2 separate regions of the Hordeum vulgare genome follow, and region 1 is linked to region 2. Evidence: chromatin contacts called from public Hi-C data. All regions are on one chromosome and are shown on one strand. Each heading gives the region's core, a stretch centred on a gene start, on an enhancer-like site or on the middle of the called end of the contact. The rest is flanking DNA. Distances are from core to core; before and after follow the strand shown.

Region 1 (4,151 bases), core at 1,338-3,837, 320 kb before region 2:
CTTGATCTTGTCCTTGTTAGCACATGAGCTTGTCCTTATCAACACATGATCATTAACAATAGTTTCAATGATATATTCGTGCTGATCCACTTGAACTTGCACACCACAATCTTGATGACGATCGCCACTTGACGTCATCCTTCATGGGTTGTATGGGATCTTCCTTTTGACGCAAGCCCATGGAAGCACACCTAACCCCCACATAGGACTCTCACAAAGACCATGGGTTAGTACACAAACACGTAATGGACAATGCTTACCATACCATGGGATCACTTGATCTCTCTCGGTACATCTTATACGCTTTGTGTGTTGATCATCTTGATTTACTCTTTGTCTAAGATCTTGATCAACCTAGTGTATCTATGACCATTCTTTGAATAATACCTTGAATACCATCTTGGTCATCATATAAACTCCTTGAACCCAACAGATGGACTTCAAAAAGTGCCTATGGACAAATCCTATAAATATAACTTAAGGCAACCATTAGTCCATAGGAATTGTCATCAATTACCAAAACCACATATGAAGATATATGCTCTAACAAGCATCGATATTTTTATGAGTCATGTTTTATGAGTCCGTGTGGTCTTTTCCTAGTAACTATCAAAGCTTCTTGAAGACCACTTCCGCAAATATATTTTTCTTGAGATTTGTTTAAATCGGCGTTTTGAGCTATCTAAGCCTCCGTGTTGAGATTTGCGCAGTGTAGAAAAAATGATCTGGTTGGAAATGTAGCAACGTCGATTTAGAGATAAAAAAATGTTCATGGACTTGAACATACATAAACTCAAAATTAACATTACAATTCCCTTATTCTGATGTCATTTCGAATGGTTTCTTATGTCTTTCTTTTTTTCCGCCGGGTTTATGTTGTTGTTGTTGCCTAAATTGTCTGGGGCTTTTACTAAATTTATCCTCCCACTGTTTCTTTTTTACTTTGTATATTAGGTTTGTCTCAAGTCAAACTCTTCAAACTTTTACTAAAAGGTTATTAACATTCACACAATAAAACATCAATATCACTAGATCCAGTATTTCATGTCTTTCAGATTATATTTATTAGGTATTCTAGATATTAATTTTTAAATATAAATTCGATCAAACTTTGTAAAGTTTGATCTCAGTCAAATCTAATATGCATAGTAAAAAAACGGAGTGAGTATAAAACACAAAACACAAATAAGCACACAAAGACTCCATCTCTCCTCGTGCAGAAATCAGAGTATACGTGGAATTCCTGAATTCCCCATCGTCCACCACCCATCTGATAATTTCATACTTACACAACAACGCAACATGCCAATCACACTCTATAAAGAATAGTTGTACATGCCAGCTGACAACGCACCCACTGCCCCCTGCACACTCGGCAAGTTCGTGCGAGCCACTGGAATCAGACGTTGTCGGGCAGGTCGAAGTGCTGGACGCCGAGCACCTGCAGCGCCGAGTTCTGCACGAAGAGGACGAGGCCGCACTTGGTCGCGCGAAAGTCGTCCCACAGCGGGAACTGGACGGACCCGGACACGGCCTTCCTGGCGGACGCGCCGTCGCGCACGGCGGCCACCTTCTCCAGCCGGCGCACGACGTGGTCGTTGAGCAGCGACTTGCCCTTGTTCTCGCCGCGGCCGCAGTCGGTGACCACGCCGTTCTCGTACAGCGCCACAAGCACGCTCCCGCCGCCGTCCACCCGGTAGTGGAGCGCGCCCGTGAAGGACGCCTGCAGCGTGCTCGGGTTCGGCCGCTGGAACTTCACCTGCACAGCACAGGGGCACACGGTTCAGACTTTAGACTTGAGAGCACCGGCCAAAATTAAGCTGGTGCGTGCGTGCGTACCTTCATGGCGGGCGAGGGGTAGCGGGGCGCGTCGCGGATGGCCTGGGCGAGCTTGTCCTGCTCGGTGCCGACGCAGTCCGCGCGGCCCTGCACGACGACCTGCGGCGTGAAGAGCGTGTCGAGCCGGAGCGCCTCCACGTACGCCTTCTGCCGCACGGTCCAGGCGCTGGACGCGAAGGGGTCCTTCCACCCTTGGTAGTCCCAGTAGTCCACGTGGAACCCCAGCACCAGCACCGCTCGCTCGCCGCCGGCGCTGGCCTCGGAGGACTCCTGCGCCAGCCGGGCCACCAGGGCGTCCGCCTCAGGCGACGCCGCGCACCCCTGCGAGGAGAAGAGCTCCACCAGCACCGGGCCCGGGGCCAGGTCCTCCACAGGCTCCGGCGCCGAGGCCGTCGCGCCGCCCCTGCCCAAGCACGCCAGGAAACGCGGCGCCATCGCTACGTCTACGTGCCTGCCTCCTTCCCGGAGCAGTGGAGATGTCAACGTGGTGGGAAAGGGAAGCGACTGCCAATGCCAGGACGATCGATCGAGGCGCGCGTTTGCGTGTGCCGGCCCCGGGCGAGGTAAGTAGAGTGGTGGCTGGCCACTTCGGTGGGTGAAAGGGAACGTGGCGGTGGCGACGGGAAGGCAACAGGATACCAGCCTGGGACAGCACGCAGCTCCCCTTCCCGGCGCTACGTTGCGATCTGTCGGCCTCCGCCCATGTGTGCGGTGTGCCTGCCTACAGCCCCTCCATTATTTCTACACTTTATACCCCTTTTCTTTTGTGCGAGCTCTAAATTTCTTATGGGTGACACGGTAGCACCACTTTGCTCCACATGCATCTTCTTTTTGTCCTCCACATGCATCTTCCTTTGCGATGCGAAAAGATGACCGAACCTCTATGTGCTCCCCTGCTCTAAACCGTGGATCCTTTGCTTCGTCCGGTGTGTTTTGCCGCAGCCAAGTGGAGACTGACGAACTTCTGGTTCGCTGAAAAGTAAGAACGGTGTCGGTCGATCGGTCAGTGGTTGGGTCCGCGTTCGCGCGCAGCGGCTGGCCTTGATTTATACTACATCTGTTTTTAAATATAAGTCTTTATACAAATTCCACTACATAATACATATGAAACGAAATGAACGAGTTTACACTTAAAAATATATTTATTTATATCCATATTTAATTTGTATTAAAAAATTTAAAAGACTTACATTTAGAAACGAAGGAAGTACTTTGTTTAAGGCAAACGAGCGTGGTGCCGACCTAGCTTTTTGCTGTCCATGCTACACCGCGGTGCCCGTGTCACACGAGACTATAATCGACAGTCCCGGTAGCTCCTGTGTTGAGCTACATGTTCCGGCGTTTGATATCTCTGAATTGAACGCTTGGCTTTTGACCCATCGACGGAACCCCTCTACCTGTACCGCTGTACGTCGCCTTCCGAGATCTGGGATCAGCTCTCGCTCGCGGTGCCGGTGGTGAGTGCGTCCGTGCACCTGACGGCGCATGCGACGTCCTACCAGATCAGTGATCACCTGTCGGTGTACCTGACATGTACCGTGTGCCTGTTGCGACTCCATTAACTGGGAATTCCGCAGAGCCTTGCGGTTTCTTTTAGAATCTCATAACTCATTTTTTTTAATTCAAATTATAACGTCCACACATATGATATGTTTGCACTTCATCAGGGCCGGGCCGGCAAAATCCAGGACCGTGTGCGAAACTAGAAATTAGGGCCCTATCTTATAAAAAAAACTAACAAGCAATATAATGTATATATATCTCTAGAATTTTTTTATAACATATGTAATATAATGTCTTGCATAATAATTGGCATATAAAAAAGTCATATATATCCAACTCCCGGTTGCTATTTATTTAAACATTCTCATTTTTTTAGTATTCTTTAAAATAAAATCTTCAATGATATCTTCCTCATCAATCTTCTCCAACACTTCACTCTTAAGTGCTATTGTGGTCAAATTGTTAAGTCTTTGTTGTGTCATAATAGTACGTATATAAGACTTTAATAGCTTCAATTTAGAAGGAAAAAAAATCTGCTGATGGCACTATCACATGAATAGTCAGCAGAACTGTATATGCAATACATGCATTTAGAAAACAATCATGCCGTTTTAGAAAATTCAGAATTTCAACAGGTTTGATATTTTTTTTTACATGAAATTTTGAAGAAACTTCAACTCAGCTCATCAAATAAAAAAACTTGAAGATCACTCGGACAACGCCACGAGCGACGAAGTAGTGTGTGCCTCTTGCGCATAATATCTAGTCTCTGTACTCTCTAGTCTATAGTGTGTAGTTGTACCTATACT
Region 2 (4,490 bases), core at 88-2,587:
AAGTCACCGCGTGTTGTTGCCCAATCTCCACGACGGCCTTGCTCTCACCTCTTTAAGCCACCCCATCGCATCTGTCTCAAAAATACCACGACACTTGACGCCCACCGTGGGGCATGCTACTGCTGGAACCGCGGTCCGGGCGGCGGGACACTTTTCATCGTCATTATCGTCGTCTCTCCGGTAGCGCTCTGGGCCCGACGTCGACATGCCCCCATGGTGACCGCGCAGGGCGGCACGTCCCCGTTGCCGGTCGCGCCCTTTTCATCACCACGACCGCAGCGCCGGCCGCTCCTCGCGGCTCCCGCGCTGCTTTGTCAGTGCCGCCATGCCTCCATGCCTCACGCACAGTGCCCTGCCAGTATTGCTACTTCTTCCATCGATGCACCATCAGCAACACTACTCCGCAGTCCTCCGCGTTCTATTCCATCCAACGCCGAAAGCCCTCCACAACATGGGCAAGCTTCGCTGCTCCCTACCCCGCCCTGGCAGCGCCCGGGTCCTAGATGCCTGCGCGTCCGCGCGCCGGCTTCGCCATCTCCGGCCATGTGCGTCCACGCGCCCACTTCGCCGGCTTCGTGCGTCCGCGTGCAACCAGCTCCTCCATGCCGTCTGCGGGCCTGTAGTGCCGTGCCCGTCCACGCTGGCTCCACCCCGCACCACCGTGCCTCGCCCGCCGGCTGGGCGCGCCATTCGGCCGCCGCCTCCTCCTTCACTAGATCCACGCCCATCCGGCTACGACGTGCGCCGGCTCCGCCCAACCGCGCCGCTCCTCGTTGCCCCGCGCACTCGCCCGCGCCGTCTCCGTCCCCGCAGCCGGGTGCCGCTACCGCACCCGGTCGCTGGCTGCCCCTGCGCCTCGCGCCCACACCGGCCTCCGTACCGGTTGCGCCTCGCTGCCTGCTGGCTGAGTCCCCGCGCCCGTTCTGCGGGTCCGGCATGCCTTGCTGCCAGCCGGCCTCGCCTGCTCCCCTGCGCTCCTCGCCGATTCTGTGTCCTCCCCCGCAGCTGGCCCGTCGCCTCGGGCGCCCGCGCTCTCACTGGCCAGGCCGGCTCCGGCTCGCCCACCCCAACCGGCACCGGTAGGGCCCCGTGCTCCCCCAGCCAGCATGGCACAAAAAGAGAGGTCAGCTCCCTAAAGAAAAGTCAAAGCCAAAAATTTGGTCAAGAGAAGACCAGAAGGTGCAACTGGCGAAAAAGAAGAAAGAAGGCCACTTGCGCCCGCCCGCCAGTGCCACCGCTCAGTCGGCTGCCCTGCCCGCGTTGTTGTCTGGCTAGCCAGCCCGCCTACTTCAACGTCGGGCCGACCCGGTCGCCCATCCAATCTGACGTTCGGCCGTCGGTACCGGCCGGTTGACACAACCTTCGACCACCGAAGGCTTGGCGGTCACACCAAGTGGGTGAGCCGGCGTACTCCGTTCACAGAAAACCGCACCGACATCCATCGACAGCAATCGCCTCGTTTGCACAAAAGATTTGTGAGCTCCCGTCCGTGCATCTTCGCACCGCGTGCAAAAGCAAATACCCCGACAGACACTCGGGGGCCATCACCGCATTCATTTGAGCTACTCTGTTGCTCACCCTCGCGTCGACCTAGTCTCGGCCCAGACGTCGACCGTTGGGCCCAGTTCATTCCTTCCCGCAGACGGAGTTAGTAGCGTCTACCATACCAAAGGCCCACTCTTCATCTCAGCTACACACCTTATCGCGGTTGTCTGGCTAGCAAGAGCAAAAGCTGGAGGTCACCTTGCGAACAACGTCCGGGGAGAAAACGGCTTGGGTAAACTGCCACACCCTGTTTTTGCAACCACTTTCTTTGTAATGCAAAAAATCTGAGCTTGTTAAAACTTTTTTCAAAACTAATGATGTGAGTGCCATGTTTGTCATTGAATGACTTGTGTGATGATCATGTGATGATAAAACCCTATTTCACAATATTGAATTATTTTCAAAACCTTATTCTTGTTTCTGATCATGGTAAAACCCTACTTTGGGTTGCACTACTTGCCCTTGATGGCAAGATTGGTCTCTACCCAAAGTTGGTGATTTGATTTTAACTTATTTTAGTATTTCAAAACCACAAAAATAATTATTTTTAGAATTGTTTTCTTAATTTATTTACAAGTCCATTTCTGAGGCCAGAAATGGTATTCCTACATGGAAAAATACTTTTCTGCCTTAGAAAAATCTGATTAAATTTGGAGATGATCAGAAGGACATATATTTTCCATACATAGCATTTTAAACCCCTATATTTATTATAATTATTTGAGTAAAACCCTGAAAACCATTTCTATCTGTTTTGACCTTTTGAAATATTTCCAAAGCGAATATTCTCAATAAAATCCTAGAAAATTCTAGTGGTATGCCTAAGCCATATTTGGTGTCCACATAAAGTATCACCTTGATCCAAGGTGATTAAGGACCCCAAATAACCCAAAAACCCCTTCTGTCCAGATTGGAGTTAGAGAAACTCTACATAGCAAAGTTTGTCCTATGATGCTGAAACTTTGCAGGAATGCCTAATACCTCAAATGAGAGTTCCACACCAAAAATAGGATTTGCGAGACTTAGTTGCCCACACTCTCTTTGGAAGGGATGGATCTGGTCAAATAGTGGTGTTTTCAAGTTTACAAAGCTAAACTTGTCCAATGGAGCTCTAACTTGGTGAAACCCCATGTTTTAGCCCCAAACCCAAACCTGTTAAGTTGCAGCACCAGTGGTGGGGTGCAACCCCCTCAAACCACTATCGAGCACCTTCTGACAGATGGGAAAAAGCCCGCTTGGCCATGGCTAAACCCAGCCCCATTGCTCCAAACTCATATATTAGGTAGCCAGTATCAATGCCTAACCCCAATCAACTAGCCCCTCACTGGTTCAAAGTGGAAATGCCAAAAAACCCAATCTAAGCTTCAGTTCAAGGCTGACAGCACCAGAATTTTTGTCTCCCTTGACCAGCCGAAGCTCCCACGAGACCCAAATGGCTAGCATCACTCCCAGCCAGTGCCAGGACATGCTAGACACGTCCAAAGTGCCTTAGAGCGCACCAGCATGCCGTGGCATTCCAAAACTATGCTCTGGGCGCGCTACAGGAAGCCACCGAGGTGGGGGTGACGCTCTCGACCAGTTCCAGCCTCCCCCGAGGTTTCCAGCCTCTTCCCCGACAACCCCTCTTCGTCGAACAACCCTCAGGGCCCCTCCTCTCCCACGCTAGAGCTCGTACAACACTGCCCGCGCGCACCAGAACCGGCCAAGGTTGCGCGGCCACGGAGGCTCGACTCCTCTCTCTCTCTCTCTCTCCCTCTGTTGCAGATGGTTCTGGCAGTCTAAAACCACGTTCTGACAGTGGTTTCGACCCCAGCTCCTCCCTGCACCCCCATGCGCGCCACAGTGAGTCACCCGCGCTCCCGAATCGGCTCACTGTCGTGGACCTTTTCATAGCCATCCCCCTCGCTCCTGCATCCCTCAGATAGCTTCACCACGACCACTAGCACCTCCCTAGCCACCCGAGCAAGCCAGCAGAGCCCCGGTGCTCGAGATCGACCGAGGCCCCTCTGCCTTGGAGCTCCGGTCGATCTCCGACTACACGACGGCTCCTCCGTCCCTCGACCCACCAATCTGATCCCCTCGACCCGAGGAAGCTTTCCCACAACTTCCCCGAGCATTTCCGTGCCCCTAGCTGCCTCCTCGACCACCTCCCAAAACTCCTCCCACCCTTGCCTCTCCATTCTTGTTCCGACCACCAGCAGGTAGGCGGCGTCATGTTGAGCCCATTTCTGTCCTCGTTGGGGCTTGAGAACGTCGGCAGCATTGCGGGCGTGCTCCTCCTCCTCTCTGGCCAGAGGTAGCAGATGACCCCAACAGGTGTACCCCACCTGTCGGTGGCCCAGCTCCCGCCCCCGCACTGCTCGCAGCCGCTGACCGCACGGCCCCGCACGTCAGGTTCAAACCTCACGGCGCACATGTGTGGGCAGGCTGACGGCTAGCCTTGGGCCGGCCCAGTTCCAGGTCGAGCCAGGCCAGGGACTTAGCCCATTTTTCTTTTATTTTAAAAATCTGATTTCTAAGATTTTTTATAAAAACATTTAACCAGTGTAAAAATATAACTTTTCCACTGTTATTCTTTTAAAAATATGTAGTATTTAATAAGACCTTGGGATGAATTTTTCTACAACTATTTTGTTTTACAATAATAAAAAGGACTAAATTGGAATAGTTTTGCTTCTTTTTGGTTGATTTTAAAAATGTTTCTTCATTGGAAACAAAGACAAATATTTTTCAAAATAACAACTTAGATTTATCAGTAATAAAGAACATTTTTAAAATGACTTTGTGATCTGTTTTTGAGTGAGCTATTTCTTATTTATTCTTTTGACGATGATGGAAAATCCGTGTGACGAGGGAATCAGAGCGGAAGACCTCCAAGACCCCGGATACCTAGCTGACCAAGGCAAGCAACCCTTTGACATTGATTGAACATATGTTATATTGCA

Evidence for each region. Hi-C and Micro-C count contacts between places; a contact is called where the count stands out from the background.
Region 1: a Hi-C map of leaf shows a contact between it and region 2, with 2.7 times the contacts expected there. The contact joins the promoter of LOC123429862 here to the enhancer-like site in region 2. A contact is called at or near these places in 2 of 6 Hi-C or Micro-C datasets (leaf and seedling).

Annotation. Positions count from the first base shown.
Region 1 is chr2H:170,582,505-170,586,655 of MorexV3_pseudomolecules_assembly, reverse strand. It overlaps LOC123429862, which reads right to left and starts at 2,587. Exons shown (of 2, transcript XM_045113839.1): 1 at 1,840-2,587; 2 at 1,187-1,759. The coding sequence starts at 2,274. The coding sequence ends at 1,400.
Region 2 is chr2H:170,261,743-170,266,232 of MorexV3_pseudomolecules_assembly, reverse strand. No RefSeq gene overlaps it. Among protein-coding and RNA genes, the nearest start is that of LOC123425709, 170 kb to the right of the region's middle. Within about 2 kb of position 1,337, at least 3 of the 3 cell types and tissues checked have open chromatin away from gene starts, as enhancers often do. A contact at or near this core is called in leaf and seedling, where this site is marked.